Regions from separate parts of the Mus musculus genome. Here region 2 is linked to region 1. Evidence: chromatin contacts called from public Micro-C data. All regions are on one chromosome and are shown on one strand. The core of a region is the stretch at or near the end of the contact, and the rest is flanking DNA. Distances in the headings are between cores, read along the strand shown. Region 1 holds the start of Znrf1 (zinc and ring finger 1). Region 2 overlaps Cfdp1 (craniofacial development protein 1).

Evidence for each region. A called contact is a pair of places that touch in the nucleus more often than the background predicts.
Region 2: a Micro-C map of embryonic stem cells shows a contact between it and region 1, with 1.9 times the contacts expected there. The contact joins the enhancer-like site here to the promoter of Znrf1 in region 1. A contact is called at or near these places in 2 of 39 promoter capture datasets (the 3T3-L1 cell line and liver), 1 of 484 Hi-C or Micro-C datasets (embryonic stem cells), 2 of 115 datasets of contacts at active chromatin or transcription factors (bone marrow-derived macrophages and embryonic stem cells) and 1 of 9 other capture datasets (liver).

The regions. Positions count from the first base shown.
Region 1 is chr8:111,535,349-111,537,920 of GRCm38.p6, forward strand. It overlaps Znrf1 (zinc and ring finger 1), which reads left to right and starts at 1,292. Exons shown (of 4, transcript NM_133206.4): 1 at 1,292-2,216. The coding sequence starts at 1,793.
Region 2 is chr8:111,788,542-111,791,113 of GRCm38.p6, forward strand. The region is part of intron 5 of Cfdp1 (craniofacial development protein 1); the gene reads right to left. Among named protein-coding and RNA genes, the nearest start is that of Gm39252, 35 kb to the left of the region's middle. Within about 2 kb of position 1,285, at least 21 of the 459 cell types and tissues checked have an H3K27ac peak or open chromatin away from gene starts, as enhancers often do. A contact at or near this core is called in embryonic stem cells and liver, where this site is marked.

The DNA.
Region 1 (2,572 bases), core at 42-2,541:
AGCTTGTTCGAAGCTTTTAGCTCACCCCCAGCACTCTGTGCTTGCAAACAACCATCTTTCTGTGGCCTTCCAGGCTAGTCACACTGGAAGAGACAAGTCTATTAGCCCCTTTAAATCTCCCTCCAATTCCATTTTCGGAAGCACGGAGCCCACTTGACAGAGTGACAAGAGAAGGTCAGGTTAGTGACTGGGTGATGCTTACGGTGCTCAGAGCTGAGCACTTGAAAAATTATTTGCTCAAAGAATAAGCAAAGTGAAAATATGAGAAAGACTGGGACTGACCTGGCAAGGTGAGTCTCTGTTGCAAAATGCAATTTGGTCAACAAATATTTATTGAGTACTGTGCCCTTGCCTTGTGGCTCTATGTCAAAATATGGCTCTATGTCAAAATACATGATAAACAAAACAGCAATCGGCCTTGGGCAAGGAGTTTCTAAAACAGCTTTCCCGCTGCATGGTTCTTACTTTTTTTTTTTTTTTAATCCACCTATTGATTTTGAGGATTATATTCTAGCCTAAGGAATCGATTCAGACCCAAATAGTTGGTTCTGATCTAACGACAGCAAAGTCTAGGCGCCACTGGGGCACTGTTGTATCTCCTAACAGCTAATCCCAAATGTGTTTGGGTCCAAGCTGATTCCCTCCTCCCCCCCCCCCCCCGCCCCCCATGCTAAACTTCCTAAGGTTGGCTGGGGTCCTTGGATGGAGAACCTCCAAACGAATGGACAGCATATCCACCAGAGGGTGCTGTGAGGGCAGGTCTGTGGCGGGAGGGGAGCTCCCCCAGTGACCCTTCAAACCCAGGTAGGCTTTATTAGTTGGTTTTTCTTTCTTCTCGGTGTTTCCTTCCTACCCGCTAAAACCGTCGTTACCCCTCCCCCCACTCAGGGTCTCGTTTTGAAGACATTGATTCGACTTTCGCCGCGACTCCAGCAGAGCTGTGATCCAGAGGAAGTCTGACCTCTGTCGCAGACGCCCGGCGGCTGGAGACGTCCTGTCCCTGGACCGCCCGGGGCGCAGGCGGTAGGTGGGTGGGGACCTCCAAGGCCGCAGCTCGCTGCTGCGCCGCAGGGGCCGCGAAGGGGTTAACCCGGCGGGGGGGGGGGTGCGGGAGGAGGGAGGGGGCGCGGGCCGCGCGTGCGCTCTGCCGCCCTCCATTGTCTCCACGGCGGCGAGGAGCGCCGGCGAGCGCAGCCCGGGACGGAGCGGGGCGGTGCGGCTGGCTGGCGGGGCCGGCGGCGGCTGGAGCCGGAGCGCGACGCCACGCGACCGCGGCTTCCAGAGCTCCGCCTGGCTGCCCCACCGCCGCGAGCCCTCCCGAAGCCTGGAGGAGTGAGGGCCGCCGGCGCGGGCTGAGGAGTCCTGAGACGGGGGACGCGAACGGCGCGGCGCCCGGAGCCTCCGCCGCTTCCTGCTGCGGGCGAGCGGCCTCCTCCGGCTCCTCCCTCCCTTCGCTGCGGCTCCTTAGGCTCCGGAGCCCGGGGGCGGCCTGTGGCGCGAGGCGCCGGCTCTGGACCGCGCTTCTTCGGACCTTAAGGGGAACATGCATTCGGCTTGGACAGTTTGAAATTCTTAGTTTGGGGTCCCCGCTCGCTTGCTTTTTCCACCCCGCGGATTTTTTTTGAGGATTCCCCCCCTCACCTTTTTTCATTTTTCTCCCCTCGGGGCTCTTTTGTGACTCTCCCCAACCCCAACCCTCCGCCTTTATGTTCGCCCAGACCTCCACCCGCTTCTGAGTAGTGGGGGAGGGTTTCAGCCTCCACGTTCCCGCCCCACCGGGGCCCCGGCGAACATGGGGGGCAAGCAGAGCACGGCGGCCCGCTCTCGGGGCCCCTTCCCGGGGGTCTCTACGGATGACAGCGCCGTGCCGCCGCCGGGAGGGGCGCCCCACTTTGGGCACTACCGGACGGGCGGCGGGGCGATGGGGCTGCGCAGCCGCTCGGTCAGCTCGGTGGCGGGCATGGGCATGGACCCCAGCACGGCCGGAGGGGTGCCCTTTAGTCTCTACACCCCCGCCTCCCGCGGGACCGGCGACTCCGAGAGGGCGCCGGGCGGCGGAGGGTCCACGTCGGACTCCACCTATGCCCACGGCAATGGTTACCAAGAGACCGGCGGCGGTCACCATAGAGACGGGATGCTGTACCTGGGCTCCCGAGCCTCGCTGGCGGATGCTCTACCTCTGCACATCGCACCCAGGTGGTTCAGCTCGCACAGTGGTGAGTCCGCGGGTGACGGAGGCCTTGAAGGGTGGAGTGCAAGGGAGGGCGCGCCGGGGCGCCCGAAACCTCTTAATGTGCTAAGGTATGGGTATGAAGCTAACTCCTGCCCTTCCCCTGGTTCCTTCCATGTCAGAGGATGAATAGGATCAAATAAGATAACTACTGCCTAGGGGGAAAGCTGCCTACTAGGCGTGTGGAGCCGGGTACCTTAGGACTGCAGGCATGTGTTCACTTGTGGATGGCTGAGTGAAACCTGCCTATTGAGGTCGCATTTATTAGCGTCATGATCCTCAAAGGTCTTCTTGTCTGAGACTCTTCATTTCTGCCGCTGCAGCATGGTACCTACCTTTCTG
Region 2 (2,572 bases), core at 35-2,534, 250 kb after region 1:
AAAACATGAAAAACCTAGATGTCAACATAAGATAAATTTAAAATTCATAGGCATCTCTAAGGCTGAGGTCATGTTTAAATGTCAGGACACGAGGTGGTCTCCCTCAGTGCGGAAACAATCCCTTCAGTTCCATACCACAGACACCTCATTTAAAACAGGCCAGCCTGCCCCTTATTAGGAACAGGAGGCACACTAACCGCATGGCACTGCATGAAACACATATGACCTAACTCAAATACACTTTGCAGACATTTCCCCAAATCTTTGCTAGACTCCCCCAACCCCCCCTTACCCTCCCCCTCTCTCTTTTTTTCTTCCTTCCTTCCTTCCTTCCTTCCTTCCTTCCTTCCTTTCTTTTTCTTCCTTCCTTCCTTTTCTTTTCTTTCTTTCTTTTTTTTTTGGAGACAGGGCTTCTCTGTGTAGCCTTGACTGTCCTGGAACTTGCTCTGTAGGCCAGGTTGCTCTTGAGCTCACAGAAATCACCCGGTTCTGCATCCAGAGGGCTTGGATTTAAGGTGTGAACTACTACCACACAGTCCTTTTATTAGACGAGGAAGTGCCTGGCCCTCCTCCTATGGGGGCCCAACTCTGAAATCCCTTTTGCCAGCACCTACAACATGCCTTGCTTACTCATTGCTACTAGAGTAGTGAATATATTTGAGAAGCCACAATCCTGCTAAAACCTAGTTGAAAACTGTAATGTAGTTCACCTCAACCTATCCTTCTACCTCCCAGGGCAGCTCCCAGGTCTCCTCAGAAAGCCAAAAGTTCCATCAACAGCTTTTGCTTTGTCATGCCATCCCTGCTAATCCTGAATTTAAGGGATCCCCGAGAAGCAAAGATCTATTATGCAAGTGACTCCAGGAAGGTAGTTGGGATTCCAAGGCACTCAGCTAAGGAAATGCAAAGGATTTGAAACAAAGAAATAATCTCATGGAATTTGGTTCTGGCGGAGAAAACTCTTCCTCTCCCTCACTGCCCTTTTTCTCTCCCTTCCCCTTTGTCGGATGCAGGAACGGTTTTCATAGATGATAGCTACAGTCAGGCCATCTGTAAACCACAACATTGCTTCTTTAATGAATGGAAGATAGTTTACTCATTGCATCAGTGACCCCCTCCCCCAAATTCCCATCTTTAAAGCAAGAGAAAATGATTAAACACAGCCTCTGACCAATCATTAGATGTTAAAGCAGCTTTCTCTTATACAAATTAGATGGTTCTCTGAGGCTCTGTTACAAATCCTATGCCCTGAATGATGGTTCCATTTGCATCTAGACACCTCAGGGCATCTGCTTTAGTATTCATGGTCATCTCCAAAGGTGTTGACAATCACAGGCTGTCACTGGCTGGCAGGTCTTGAAACAAAGCTAGCAGACCCACCAGACAACTAAGTCAACTAAGAGGCTGCTATAAAAATTCAAGTGTGATTAGCCCTGCAGTGGCAGCACATGCCTTGTGGATCTCTGAGTTCAAGGCCAGTCTGGTCTACAGAGCAAGCTCCAGGACAGCCAGGGCTACACAGAGAAACCCTGTCTTGCAAACAAACAAAAAAGCAAAAAGGAGAACAGAGCATTCAGTTTTCCAGTTGTCCCCATGAACCTGTCACCTGCTCTGGGAACGTGGCATCATACCCCCTTAGTGAGTGGGGCTCTCATGGCTTCTCACTACAAAGCTTCAGTGCACCTAGAAGGTGACTATGGCTGCTTCCCTTTCCTGGGGGCCAGTGGTTCTGTGCTACCTGCTTTCCCTGGCACCATGAGGCTGGGTAGTAACTCCGCGAGGATCACCTGGGCGAGCGCCATCGATGGATGTTCTCACAGTCCAGACAGGAAAAAGCCTGAGCATGGCCACTGACACAGTGATCTGAATGACACAGCTAAACATGGGCACTCATGAAAACCAGAACCCAACCCAAACGTAGCTTCGATAACTCTGAACAAAGTTCTCCCGGGAATAAAAATGATGGCAAGCATCCAAATATAAACTACTATCCTTATGCTATGAAGCCATGGCAGGAAATCTGATGACCAGCCAATTCCTTTTGTTTTGTTTTTTTTAAGATGTATTTATTTTATATATGTGAGTACACTGTTGCAGAGTTCAGATGCATCAGATCCCACTACAGGTGGTTGTGAGCCACCATGTGGTTGCTGGGATTTGAACGCAGGACCTCTGGAAGAACAGTCAGTGCTCTTAACCACTGAGCCATCTCCCCAGCCTCCAGCCATTCTTATTCTCAGAGAATACTTTAGAGTCCACCCACTTAGGGCATACAATTCAATGTGATTTTTTTGGGAGAGTAGATGGGAGAGAGGTTCAAGATGTGGTGTACCTACGTAGCCCCAGTTGTCCTCGAACTCAGAGATCTGTCTGCCTTCCAAGTACTGGGATTAAAGGAGTGCACCACCGTGGTCAGTACAATGCTTTTTTTGGGTGGGGTGGAGTGGGAGTGGGGAGGGGTCTGAGACAGTGCTGCCTTTAATCCCAGCTCTTGGGAGGCAGAGGCAGGAGGATTTCTGAGTTGGAGGCCAGCTTGGTCTACAGAGTGAGTTCCAGACAGCTAGGGCTACAC